Linked DNA regions of Anas platyrhynchos: region 2 is linked to region 1. Evidence: chromatin contacts called from public Hi-C data. All regions are on one chromosome and are shown on one strand. Each heading gives the region's core, a stretch centred on a gene start, on an enhancer-like site or on the middle of the called end of the contact. The rest is flanking DNA. Distances are from core to core; before and after follow the strand shown.

The links. A called contact is a pair of places that touch in the nucleus more often than the background predicts.
Region 2: a Hi-C map of liver shows a contact between it and region 1, with 2.8 times the contacts expected there. The contact joins two enhancer-like sites. A contact is called at or near these places in 3 of 8 Hi-C or Micro-C datasets (liver, skeletal muscle and subcutaneous adipose tissue).

The regions. Positions count from the first base shown.
Region 1 is chr7:16,295,174-16,302,338 of IASCAAS_PekinDuck_T2T, reverse strand. KALRN (kalirin RhoGEF kinase) reads right to left here. Exons shown (of 64, transcript XM_072040795.1): 32 at 5,800-5,911; 33 at 4,331-4,521; 34 at 3,819-3,920; 35 at 2,999-3,141; 36 at 1,568-1,670. Among named protein-coding and RNA genes, the nearest start is that of UMPS, 140 kb to the left of the region's middle. Within about 2 kb of position 3,713, at least 1 of the 8 cell types and tissues checked has an H3K27ac peak or open chromatin away from gene starts, as enhancers often do.
Region 2 is chr7:16,404,943-16,412,215 of IASCAAS_PekinDuck_T2T, reverse strand. It overlaps KALRN (kalirin RhoGEF kinase), which reads right to left. Exons shown (of 64, transcript XM_072040795.1): 52 at 6,989-7,227; 53 at 5,830-6,077; 54 at 2,479-2,602; 55 at 1,108-1,167. Among named protein-coding and RNA genes, the nearest start is that of UMPS, 25 kb to the left of the region's middle. Within about 2 kb of position 1,480, at least 1 of the 8 cell types and tissues checked has an H3K27ac peak or open chromatin away from gene starts, as enhancers often do.

The sequences.
Region 1 (7,165 bases), core at 2,464-4,963:
AGTTTATCCCACATGCATTTACCTTTCAGTTCAGACAAGATCCGTAGGCAGAAATTCCTACAACTCTTTCCAGCCTTGTATCCTTAAACCAGCTGTTGCAATGATGCGCTGTCTTTCAAGGCACAGCCCAACATCTCTGGCGCTGCTGGCACTATAGATCTTATATGCAGCTACAGCAGTGTGGGGTGTCTTACCCAGAGCTTGCCTGTCTGCCCTAATTCATGCAACTGAGTCAATGGGTGCAGGGCAAAACAGCAAAGCTTATGTGAATGACTAAAATTAAGCATGAGCTCAAGTATTCTACTGAGCTAGGGCCTTTGTCAGGAATGATAAATGCGAAAAACATGGAAAAGCAGGGTGATTCCACATGGATTAAAGACATAAGAAAGTAATTCTTCCACATCATGCGAAGTATTTGCATATATTACAGTGGCCTTTGGAGTAATACTTTTCTAAGGCACGTTCTTAGTTAAATTAAAAAAAATAATAATAAAAACAACAACACGGGAACATGCTTTTAAGATAAATATAACAGGTGTTCTTCCAAAGGTAATTTGCAATTAACTCAATTAATTCCTATTTCTGAGTCCAGCTTTCAAAAGCTTTCAAAAAATACCCTCTGCACTACACTGCATTTGTGAACCTTACGACCATAAACATGAATTCTGTGTTTATGAAGACACCTTTCTACTCTGTGCAAAAAGCAACATAATTAGAGCACTGACACAGGGATAAATTCAGAATGATTCTGCAGAATTCATCCCTTTGCAAGCTAAACAGTTTCAAAACAACACATGAAGAGAATATGGATATTCTCGTGTTGGATATGACAAACCTCATCAGCTTAGCTGAAGTAAATTCTCACTAACAGCCCATTTACTCCTACCACCAACTGCTGAAGACAGCAGTTGGAGGTATCAGGGTGACAAATTCAAGTCAGGCATCCTCGTGGAGCTGAGAATCTGGACTCAGATTATCTGACAAACAAACCGTCGAGTACATACGTGCCGACAGCATGCAGCAATCCAACAGAACGTAGCGCGTCTTGGGGCCATCCATATGCTCCACCATATGTCCATGAGGCGTAGGGTCCAGAATCACAGTCTCTGGAAAGGGTAGGTCTCCCAGGCTCTCAAGATACCAGCCAGGATCCCAGTTTTGCTCTATTAATTGGTGTGTAAGCACCTGTATTCCCTCCAACAAACTAGTGATTTTAGCTCAAAGGGTAAATGTGGAACGCAACCAACTGTTCGCTGATTCAGAAGCTGGCTCCCAAAAGGCAGGTTTTACTAGGGAAAGAAAAGGTTGCTCTGGGCTGCTTCTTCAGAGCCAATTCAAACTCTGTGTACTAACTACAAAGAAGCTGCAGCAAAAGATGTTACCATGTAAAACAGTGGTACTGGTGGGCATCCAGAAACAGGCTGGATTTAACAGTCTAGCAAAAGGGAATACAAGTTTTGACTCAGTAGAATACAGGTTGCTGTGTTATGTCTTTTCTATTCTACTTTTCACTTACATTTTTTCTGGGGCCAACTAGCTGCAGTGTATTTTCACATTTCAGTCCTACCTTATCACTGTCCACTGTATTCTGTGACGTCCTGGATGCAATGGAAATGGTGTCTGGTTGACTGCTGCCGTCTCCTTGGCTGTCTGCATCATCTACTCCATCTCTGCAAAAGACATAAGAGGAAAACAACCATGCTTACTTAATGCACCACCTTGGAATGTGCACAACTTTATAGGTGGATTTGAGAAGTGCCGAATCACCGTGCCAGGGCTGGCTTTACACTAAAATTACCTCACTGATACAGCCTATGTTGTTGTGTAGCTTGCAATTTAAAATGATGTAACCCTCAGCCATCGGGTTGGGATTAGCACATAATCACCACGTTTGTTGCTGGAAACAGGATGGCTGTTGCCTGCGTATTTACAGCACAGAAAGCTCTGGTGTTCAGAAATAGCTCTGTAATGAGGGTGTCAGGCAGAAATTTCCCTTAAATTAGATTTCTGCCTTAACCAAAACCATTCAGCCCTGGCTACATGTGGCACAGAAGAAAAGGACATTTCTCTTGTCTCACAGGAACCACACTTTCAGGAATTTAATATTAAGCAATAAAATGATATCCAAACAAATATGAATAATGACAGTGTAGAGCTCTCTGAGACTACCTCTATGAATCTGCCAGCAGAGGGTATTTTCTCCCTTTTGCAGTTCTCCTAAATTTTTATTGGTCTTTCAAAATATTTTAATAATACAAAATACAATAAAATATAACATAAACAACAACACTGCGCTAGAAAACTCTTAGACTGGCACATGTCCCCAGGAAGAAAGCTCTGGATCTCTGCCTTGCTCCTAGATGACTAGCTTACTCACTCTTCGGATACGTCTATAAAACAGCCTGTATTATGAGACTGGATACATGATAATATTTGATGAGGAAGGGGAGATGCTCAAACTGCAAGTGGCTTTTGGGAATGTTAGCCTGGCAACGAAAGAATAATCAGTTTTATATAATTTCTATTTAATCCAGAATTGAAAGAGGTTGAATAAGAAAATTAATATTATTTTCTAGGATGAAATGAATTTGAATTTGATGATGAAACACAGATTCTTCATCCTAGTAATATACTGTAATGACCAGCTATGACTTTCATTGTCAAACAATTCAAAATGCCAAACAGGAAAAAAAAATAAAAATCTGTTAATACTCAATTAAATAGGTAATTTCTCCTTTGGGAAAGAAACATAACCTTGGACTCTGAAGAATTTTTACTGTTCATTTTTCTCCAATACTTCAGAGTAGCAAAATTAAAGACCTTTGCATGAATATAATAGAAAAGTTACTTTTGCCAAAACAACATGCAAGATGATGAAAACTGCTTTCAACTACAGTAAGAAAAGCAAGTGAATCCAGTAAAGAGTCCACAGACACTACACTGCTGGCGGCTGATAAACCTCTAATGATTTCATGTTGTATGCAATGACTGAGGTTACCTTCTACTGTTGTTTCGCTGCTTTGCTGGTGTCTTGGGGAGCTGAATTGGCTCTTTCAGAGCTCCTTTCAGATGGATAATCCTTTCTTGAATGACTTCCCGGATGTTTTTGATCCATTCTTGTTTTGTTTCAATACTGGACGCCTGAAGTTCCACAAGGCAGAAAGACAGACACTCTATCACATTCTCAGCGTATCACCTTCTATATAGAAGAATCGTGGTTGGCTGATAAAAATGCATGATTAACCGCTTCTCCTCTCTGATGTATTGTTCTAGCTGCTGGATACCTGGTAACCCCAACTGAGGGTATTTTACCAGACCTCCTTGGCAAGCAACAGCAAAGCAGCTAAGCTCTGGATAAATATAGTTAATGCTAGCAATACAGTGTGCTCTGTGGAGAGGAAATAGGTTATCAGTGCACAGTGGGATTTCCTCAGACTAAATAACTACCAAAAAATTCTTCATTTGAAAATCACTTGACAGAAATGGCTTTCAGCTCTGGAGGGCTGAGGAAAATGTTGACTGTCAACAAACCCAGTGGCATAGGACTAAGGGAATTGCACCTCCCAGAAAACACCCCAAGATGTGTCCTGTGTTAGTGTGCAGCTGCTCAGTTGAGATTGCAAGAGATGCAATTTCAGCAAGGCTTGACTCAGACTGTGGCCTTGGATCCGAATTGCTCCTGACGCAGGCATGACCCCACTGACAGATATGGAAGCCATGTGAGTATGAGAGTGGAAGAAACTGACCTTCCATTTAGGGCTCTCGAGGTCTCAACTAGCAGCTCTAAAGGCAAAGGAAACAAACAAAAAAAGACTTACTTTCAGCACTGTTTTATTGTCTGAGGATGGTGTTCGTCCAGACCACAAAGCAAATTTACAGGGGTCTCCTTCCACATGTTCAGTCACTCCCAGTTCTGAGGTCTAGTGTGGAGGAAAGATGGTAAGAGATTTCATATAAATGAAGCCTCATGAATTCTGACAACTTTACAGTTTTAGGGAGAATCAGGGGAGACAGGGATGGATATGGGAATGAGATCTTGTCTTTGCTTTGCTACACACAGATAAAAGACAGAAAACCATCAGGGTATGGCAAGAAAGAGTGAATAGTTTAAGTGATCCTCCTTGCACTTCCCACCCACCCATCACATCTCACTCTCTTAAACCTCCCCAGACTCACTGTGAGTTTGGCTTCCCACAGGGCCCAGAGCCAGCCTCTCCAGGTGGCATGAGCATCTCCAACCCAAGACAGGGAAGTACAAGCCATCCCCCAAACTCTACTTCTACCTACAAGAAATGCATCACCCAGAATATTTCTTTGCAGCCACACCTACCAGTAGCTTGTTCTTGTAAACATATTTTGTATGTCCTGAAGAATCTTTGATCTCTTTGCTAAACACCAAAGAGATTTCAAAGAGAAACAAATGCCTCTCACGGCCTTTCCGAATTAAAGACTTGGGATCCCACACTTGGAAGGAATCCTGAAGGATCAGCTCTCCCTGGACGTCCAGGTTCTCATCAAACCCTAAAAAGAGCACACAAAACACATCGGCTAGTACTTGTTCTTGGGGGCAGAAATGCCCAGAAGCAACACAGCTAGGAGGATTTGGAATAAAAGGGTCTTTCTGTTTTTTATGCACATTCTGAAAGGACATTAATGGCCATTTATTGTCCTGGTGAAAATATTTTTTTTTGTCTACTGCCAAATCATAATTATTTCATCAGAGCCAAATGTCTTATGTGCTAAATGAGACTTCAGTTAAGAACAGTAGTAATTACTTAAAGATAAATTATAATATTTATCTTTAAAGCTTTCGGTGGTGGTTACTGTACACAGAATTGCAATGCAAGGATCTTATGTGTGTCACCACAACTTCAGAGGAATCTAAGATGCTGTGGCTAGAAGTACTCTGTCATACCATGATGCCCTCAAGCATGATAACCCAACCTCCAAGAGCCCGTCTGAGCCCAAAGCAGTGTGCTGGGGGAGCTACATGTATAAGAGCAAATCAGTAGGCTGTCTGAAACATGCCCTCCAGAAGTAGTTCCTCATCTTCCAAGCTGCATGTTAAAAACCTTCATATCTAAGGATTGCAGGATACCCTCCACATAACTTGGAGGCCTGATGGAAAAGGGAGTCCTGGGGACAGTTCACAGGTGTGGGCTGGGTACAAGGTGTCCTTCCCTCTACTATCTCAGCAGCCCATGGGTCACACTTCTCTCCAGTGAAAACATTTTCTATAAATTTAAAATATATATTTTTGTATTTTTTTTGTAATTCTTTTTTTTTTTTCTTTCCCTTTAGGCTGATTATACATGTACTAATATTTTGAAACACAAACTGTTTTGACTCAGAAAGCCAGAACTTTTTCTTTTGAAATGTTGAGACGTTTAGATGTTAGAAATATTTTCATCCAATAATTATTACACCTGTGAGCAGCTAAACTGATACTGTTTCAGAAGGTATTTTTGTTTCAGTACGTAGGAAAATCTTCAGCATATATATATATTGCATATGTTTACATATACATGCAGATGTATATATACATATATAAATATATGTATACATAACATACACATATACTACATATGTAAATATTTTATACATAAATATAAACAAAACTTCAAAACTTCCTAGCCAGTCTCCAAGACTTTTGAAGAAATTTCAAAAGGAGCTGGGAATGTCCTGAAAGTGATGGCCAGCCAACAGTACCGCTACAGCCAACCTGTGTTAACCTTCTAAACAAGCTGCAAGAAGGCTCAATTCACACCCAAGTCCTTTCCTTTCCCCATCCACCCATACCTTCCAGCATGCTGACGTGCATTGCGTCGTTGGCCTTCTTGGGGACACTGAGCATCACTTCCAGACCATCTTTGAGCTCCCCTTTGCCTTCCTCACAGCAGGTTAGCAGTTCCTAAGAAGCAATGCAGAACACCTGTAAGCAAACTCTGACCATGCTGTCTCTATCTCATGTTGTGTTTCTTGGTACGTAGAGTGCAAAGTTGGGACCATGTCACTAACAGTGATAGGAAAAAGCTGAACTTCATCAAAACTCACTGTGGATGCTCACAAATAGTGGGTATCATATGGGAAGGACTATAAACCAAGACAAGTTAAGGTGCTATTGAACGAGACTGCACTCAGAGGGTTTCTGAGGTTTTATGCCCATGTTTCAGCTACCATGTTTCCCCAGCTGGGGAGCAGGACCCCAGCCTGCTCCAGCAGCATGTCTGTGGCATAATGTGGGCAGGTCTGGCAGGGCGCTGTGCCCAGGGCAGGCAGGTCCCTTCTTGAAAGAGTCATCCGAGAAGGAACCCAAAGGGTGACAACTGAAGGATTGTTTTAGCCATCCCAGTAGCTTTGGTTTGCGCAGTGCAGACTTGCTGTCCCACAGCACTCACAAGACTGTAAGCACGTTGTTTCAGTAAACTGGAACAAAGCACAAATTTGTTGAAACACTGATTGTATCCAGTAAGTACCTTGGTAGTACAGCACACCACTCCATTTGCACGCAGGAAACATGCATCGAAAGAGATGCAAATATCATCTATGGTCCTAGCTTGTCAAGGTCAGAACCTGTCTCTTCCATTATCCCTAAGATATTTTTTTCTTTGATTTTCTAGTTTAGAACTGAACAACAGCTGGTTAAGTTAGATCTAAAATTCACCTATTGACAAGATTTGGCAAAAAACTATAACCAATTTACAAGAAACCAATCAAAGGTTTTTGTTGTTATTTTTAAATGGAAAATGTTAGTGCTTCATTTTTAAGTCTGTTTTGTATATGAAGGTTTTCCCTGTTTTTCAAACACAAAAGTGTCCATCCCCAAATAGAATCTAACAGGACTCTCGGTAAAGAATTATTTTCCAAAGTTTACGACTGCTGTCATTGAAGCCTTTAATCAAAATACTACGTCACAAATGCTATAGCAAGAAGAAAAGGAAAGTAAAACCATTCTGCCATCCTTTCAATTTCCCTTTCCCAGTTCTTGCTCTTCAGGATTAAATCCAGGTTGTACACCCACAACCAGCTGGAGCAAGCCATCACTTGTTTGCTGTTTGCTTTTTTTTTTTTTTCTCCTTTCTGTGAGTATTTTCCTTTAAAATATGCAACCTGATTTCACACTTTGTTGTCATGCTCAGGCCCAGGTAGTAGGAACAGCAGCTCA
Region 2 (7,273 bases), core at 231-2,730, 110 kb before region 1:
GCTTTCCTTTAACACACGTCCTTTTCTCAAAGATGTATTTACTGATGCCAACACAATTACAACAGAAGAGAACCTGCAGGTTAGTAGCTGAGGTGGTACATCCCAATACACTTCTGCTGTTTTTTAACCCCAGGAGGAAGGTCAGCTTTCTTTTGTGTGACGTTTGTAGTGCAATCTGGCTAACAGCTTCCTGGAGGTGCAATATCCCTCTTCTCCAATGACCTGCTCTACTATCTCTGCAAAATCATGGAGGTCTTGCTGAACCTTTTCCTCGCCTGTTTCAGTAAGAAGCCTCAGCCGTGGTACAATGTACACAGGTGTTTAGTGTGGTCACCATACACAGAAAAATGGGCTCTGCAAGATATTAATTGAGAAGAGCCAGACATGCAGCTCTCATGATTTTAAGCTCTTTCTGACTCTCTCAGCAAGGCATGTCTTGGTCACTCCACTAAAATCGGTGGCTTCACACTGGAAATAAAGAGTCATGTAATGCATCACAGGTTGGGTCCACTTATCTACAGTCTTACCTATGATACAGGTACATAAAAGCAACTAATTTTACCAAGATCTTTCAGTACCTTTCAGAAATGCAATTTCCCATTTTTTAAGTGACAGCAACTTCTAGGGAAAAAAAAAAAACAAACACACTTTTATTTTCTGATCTAGATTTAAAGCACCAGCTTGGTGCAACAACGTTTGCTCCAGTAATTCACAACACAAGCCTGACTAGCAGCCCAGCATGTGTTGCCAGGACAGTGGGTGTTTTTAAAATAGAGAGCTGCTGCATTTACTGGTAGCTGACAGGCATGCACGATCATTTCATTGAGCGAGGTCCCAGGTGGGAAGCAGCGACTGAGGGCGGCTTTGTAAGCCTCCAGCTCAGCAAGAACTTGTTCCTCAGCTTCCTCCACTGCTGCTATCACAAAGGTAGCCTGAACTCCAGTTGACTGGTTGGCAAAAACAGAATTGGTGCTTTGTGTGACTCATGTTTAATTGGCACATATGTCCATGAGCGATGCAGACCCACCAGCTCCCCTTCCAGCACAGGCATTTCAAAACAGGCACATGTTCTTGGACAAAAATAATGACAAGGATGATTGTCTCTACCTCCATGCTAGTATTGGGGTCAAGGTCATCACACTCTGACTCCTCTGAGCTGTTTGTCTCCTTGTTTGGCAGCATGAAGAGGAAGAAAGAGAACAAGAGATTAGAGGAGAGATTGGTTAGACAGGGCAGAGCAGCAAGGAGTTGTGAGCAGCATGGGGATGAATAACAGGACAGAATATGTTCCAAAAAAAACCAAACAAAACAAAACCCAAACCCAAACCAAACCAACAACAAAACAAGAGAAGTAAAGGCGAAGACATGCTTTTGCCAGAGGAAAGGCAGTGATTCTGCAAGTCGTTCGGGCAGTACAACAGCAAGGAAGCAGGAGAAGGAAGCCCCGTGACCACCATGCTGCAGCAGCTGCTGCCCTTAGCTCTGGGTGCAAGGGGCAGCCGGGTGGCAGTGGCAGGGCTTCTCTTTGCACATGCCATCTGTTTCAAGAGGCATACATGAGGGAAAGCCTCCAGAAAGGAAAACACTTAATCATGGGCCCTCCTGGAGAGGGGTGGATCCATAGTACATGCTCAAGTGCTTTCCTGCATCAAGGCTGGGCTTTGGTTGTGAGTATTTGTTTGCTTGCCTCTGCTGGGAGGGATAGCCCCAGATTAGTCCTGAGCAGGCCTCATGGCTGGTTTATAGAGATGGATCCTCTCAATTGGAGCAGAGAAGTCAGGCACTCAATGCAGAAGATGGAGCTTAACCCCACCGTTCTCAACCTTTTCCACACTGGGAGATCTCAGAGAGAGAGAGACAGACACGGACACACACACACACACGGACACACACAAAACCCTCTCCTGGCAAGACCAAGTCAGCATCTCTTCCCTGTCTGGTGATATGGAAATAAAGAGGTCATTCAGACCATCTCCCCACAGTGAACTTCTTTAGCATCTCAAGGTAGAGAGCCCCTTATCATAATATGTGGGGAAATATTGGCCTGAGGAAAACTTGTCAACATTAAAAAGGCAGTCATTTCACCCGGCGGCTTTCTCACCGCTGCAGTTGCTCTGATGGAGCTGCAGATTGGGCTAGATCAGAGGAAAGTCACTCACTGTTTTCAGTTATTTACAGAACAGTTATTTAACCTCATACATAGTCTTTTAATGAAGATTACTTACTTGTGTATGGGATGCCAGGAAAAAGAAAATGAAAAACAAAGGCTGCATTTTATCTTGCATGCAAAAATCCTGCTAAAATGGATACTACAAAAAAAAAAAAAAAAAAAAAAAAAAAAGATAACTGAAGTGGAAAAAAAACAAAAACACAACCCAAAATTGCCGCCCCCTCCCTCTCTCAGGAGAGGATGCTGTAGGGGGTGAAAAGGATGGGAAGCAGGAGAGTGGCACACAGCTTTCCGTTGGCCTTACTCACTTTAACAGAGACTTTGTTCCCCAGAATATCCTTGGATTTACGTGGCCCATTGGCTTCATTTTTGCCACTGCTCTCCTTTTCCGCCCGCTTTCTCATGCGCAGGGTATGCCATGAACATGACTTCCTGTTGTACCAAAAAACGCAGCAATCAAATGGCAAATCATAGCAGGAAGGAAGGATTGGGAAAGGAGAACCAGCATCCACATTTGCGATTACTGCAATTCCCTAGAAGGTGGAAGCCACCGGCAATACGCCTATCTCTACTTGAGCAATGAGAGTTGAAGTTAAAAAACAAACCAAAGTGTTCTGCAAAGCAGATGTTGTGCCACACTTGCTGTTTAAATGCATGGAGCAGGAAAAAATATCCCATGATGGAAGCAGGCAACTAGAACTCGGTCAGCTGGTTTCAGGGACTTTGTCTTGCATTGCCACAAACAGAGACTTATTTTATTTTTGCTATAGTTAACAGGTCAATTCAGTCCTCAGTCTTGTTGGTTAAAAGCAACAAATGTAATAAATGAGAACCATCTTAATAGATTACTTTGTTGAGCAAATAAAAAGATTTAAGAAATTGAAGGTGTTGCTCCCTACATGTTACTCAGAACATGAATAGCTCAGAAAATGGGAGCTACATCACTAACTTTCCAAGAGATAAGTACTTTCCTAGAATGACAAGCTCTGCTCTGCTTCTCAAGACCAATAATTTCCCATTAGTGTAATATTTGATTTTGCCAATCGGGATAGAGAGGACATCAATCAGTCCATGCTTTTTGACTAGAATCACAGCAGGCATGATTTCCAGAATATTTTTCACCCCTCATTACTGTGCCTGTGACCTTACTCTTGGAAAAAAGAAAAAAAAAAGATCATGTCACCCTTTGTAAGAGCAATGCTGTGTCAACAACAGAAATTGCATATCAAAGCAGACGTAAAAAAATCAAGAAAGAAAAAAAACAAAACAAAACACTTCTCAATATGGAATTCATTTGGTTTAAATAGTGGGCAGGTGGGGGAGGATTTGGGAAGTGGTATGTTGTCCAAAGCTGAAAGCTCTCAAAACAGCAGTGTGATGAGCTGGGATCCAGGTTCAAAGCATCTGCCCACCTTTAAGTCATGCAAATTTTATTTGCATGTTTTAAGCCCAATGTTTGGCACATGTCATGTCACGTCTACAGTACCTTGATACATTTTACAAAGCAAGTTGCATGTAATCCAACGATCACCTGCGATGCCAATAAAATGCAGTATGTTAGCAAGGTAGGACTTGAAGGACACCCCGCACAGCCGATGCTCCCCCATGATCACTGACGATGATTCATAAGCATCTTTTTGTATTTCAGCGCCTGGCTGGAGCTGTACAATAGCTTATTTTTTAAGAAGTAAACCCAAGGGCCTCCCAGGAACTGGCTGCACTGATGTAAGACCAAAATGGTTCATGGGGACTGTTTTTGGTGTGGCAGCACCGTGGGCCAGGTGCCTACCAGTGGCATGGAGCTGGTGGCTGGCAGGGGCAGTTGTATTTTGGCACAAGGAGCACCAACACTCCCTGCACACCCTGGCTGGGCAGGAAGGATGGCTTGGTATTTGGGCATTTTTGGGGGGAGGTCTGCATTAGGTGTGCAGACCAGGGGGCATTATCCAGCACTTCGGGACTGTTTTATTTTCCTTTATGACATGATAAAGAGTCAAGGACATGGCTGATGGACTCCCTGACCCTCACCTATCATGATGCTAACACTACTGGATTGAACACCTATTTTGTGTATAATATTTGTCAACAGAAGAAACAGTTTTATTACTTTTAACTCCACGTGATCTGGCAGACTAGACAGGGCTGAAAACAGCTGCATTTTTAACCCATTGGATTTATATTAGAAAGACATTCAGGCTTCTTTTTAAGTTGCAGGGTTGGTTTAGCTCTGAGTCCGAAAACATGATTTAAGACTGAGAGAGAAGTGCAATACATGTGTCTTTCAATTCTGGTATTCCTTCCTGGCCCCAATTCATATGACTGTATTGCAGAATTTGACTGCACAGCTGCCATGAAATCAACGTCTTCCACCAGGAGCCCAGTGCTGGGGTGAATGTAAAGGCACATGTTTGCAGATTGTGGTTAGAGGGGAACCCAGGAATAGCTGTGGCACACGAGCAAGAGATGTGCTGAGCAATTTTTTTTGGCTTAATATTTCATTTGCAATAGCATTCAATAGTATTCCTGAGATCACCAACTGATGGGTCAAGTCACCGTATTTCTTAACTGTGTCTTTAGCAGATACCAAATTACTACTTTTAGGGAATCTCTCACAAAATCTTTCCTCACATTCAGTTCTTCACCTCAAGGCACTCACATAAGATAACAGAATGTGTAGCATACACCACGCATTACCAAGTAGTCTTTTTAGATGTTAAAAGAAATCAATCGGTATTACTGAAAAGAGGGTTGTACCTTCTGTATTTAATACCAAAAAAACACTTTCTTGCATTAGTCATTTCAGACTGACAAATTTCTAAAAATCAAAAAAGAAAAATATATATCCACACATTTGTTAAATAAACAACAAAACGTTATAAACAAAACAAAACTAAACAAAAAAGGGTCAAACTAGTTCTTTTACCTCTTTAAAACATGCTCATGGTGAAAATTTATTTTACATATTTAAAATAGTACATTTAAAATTAGTTACATTACAGGTACAATGATGAACATTGCGACTATCCATTATATTGCACAACCTGACTTCATCAATATGAGTTTGTTTCTTTTCTTTTTTTAAATAGTGCAAAATACTTTATACAGGAATGTACTTGGATGGGGGTCTTGCAAACCAAAAATATTTTACAAAAGTTACTGCGAACAGAAAAAAAAGAACAAACCAAAACAAAATAAAAATAAAAAAAAGATACAAGCTGTACAAGGAAATTGCCATAGACAACAAAATCTCTCCTCTTAGAGAAGCGAACCTCAGTCCAACACAGGGCCTGATTATTTTTTTGCTAGATGCTGTTATAACCAATATATAGATTAGTAACTTAATACAACATAAATATAAGTCCAGTCCAAGCAGGTCCATGTTGGTGTAAAATGGTGTAATGTAAAATACGTCTTTAACCATTTATGGATTTATTTCTCTCCAAAGTATAAACAAAACCCCACAAAACAAAAATAAGCCAAACCCAAGCTATCCACCATGGCTGCCCGATGCTGGGGACTGACCACTCAACTTGTTCCAATGGCACTGTAGATAAAAATCAGCAGGAATTCCCTACCATTTGGGTTTGTTTATTTTTATTTATTTTTTTTTCCTCAAAAAATCCACATAGTGCTCCCAGCGAAGCCAACATGGCACTTACTTGATGCTTCCGTCGCTACTATCTGTGGTGGATTTAGTGAGGGGAGCCAAGATATTGCCAGGGATCCATCCTTCAGCAGCCGGAGAGTGGTCGTTTGCAGGCTGGTACACCAGGAACATGTTCTGCTGGTTGATAGCGAGGATCTGAACCACCTCTCCTTGATTCACACAGATCTCATCCTCCTTCAGTGCATAGTAATCTTTAATCACAACCATGGAAGAGGTCCCATTGCACCCTCCCAAATCCGTCTGTGGAAGTGGACACAAGAGAAACCTGGTGAGCAGGTGGTGCTGAGGAACCTGCCTTTTCTGGCAGCAGTCACAGAAAGCACTTCATTCCCAGCCTAACTGCAACAGGGAAAAAGATACAAAACGCATGCAAGTTCACATAGATAGAGGAGGATTTTAAGCATCAGCAGGAACCTGATACAAACCAACCTTCTGCTTCAGATTAGATTTCACAGTTGTTCTGAAGGTGACGGTGCCCTAGCAGTGTACTCATTTGTGTGGTATTGCAGATGAACTACCTGTGCTGAACCAAATGCAGGGAAAGACCAATGAAGGCTCACATTAGAAGCCAAATGAATACTCACACATTTCATTGATCTTAAATATAGGTCGTATTGGAAAGTGGCTTTGGCCAACCGCAGCCAGCAGCTGGGTCCAACCACCACTGACAGTTACTGCTTCCTTGGTGGTTTGTGTGAATTGGGTCGGGGTAGTGCACACGCACCTGGATTACAGCCTTCAGCTGGCATCCTTGGAGCTGTTACGTGAGAAAAGGTCTAAACTATTTAAACCATCAGGGTAGACCTCTTCAGGAATGGGTGGTTGATGGATATTAAAGAGGTCTGAATATTGCTGTTGGCGATACTGCAAATGGAAATTCATTTCACCAAGTCTGCAAACGTAGTGCCCTGAAGAACACTGGGGTCAGGGCTCCGGGCAGGTTCTGTTCCAGATTTCCAGCTGAAGAGCCACCTGCCTGAATGCCAGAGCTTTCACAGTCTCCATTTAACTTCAAATCACATTTCACACCACTGCTTCAGTATGTTGATTCCCATTGACCTGGTTAGCTGATAATTAAAGCTAACGTCACCGATAGTCTATGGTACAAGAAATGGACTATGAGATCATGTTTTACCAGATGAGTTCAGTACCTTGCTTTGTTCGTACTTGTCTCCGGGCTGTGAATGTTCATACCCTGTGCTGCCATTGGAGGTAGATATCTTCAGGGGTGGGAGAGAGGGATTACGGCTTGTAGCCTTCAAAGGCTTCTCAGACCCTACTGGAACAGAAGAATAGGGTCTGCTGTTGGGCTGAGAGACCCTACCGGTCTGGGGCCTCAGCACTGCTGAGCTACTTTCTTTGCGTTGGTACTCTATGGGAGACTGTAGCGCTGCAAAAGAGGACAAGAATTAGTGATATGCTTTCAATGACATTGA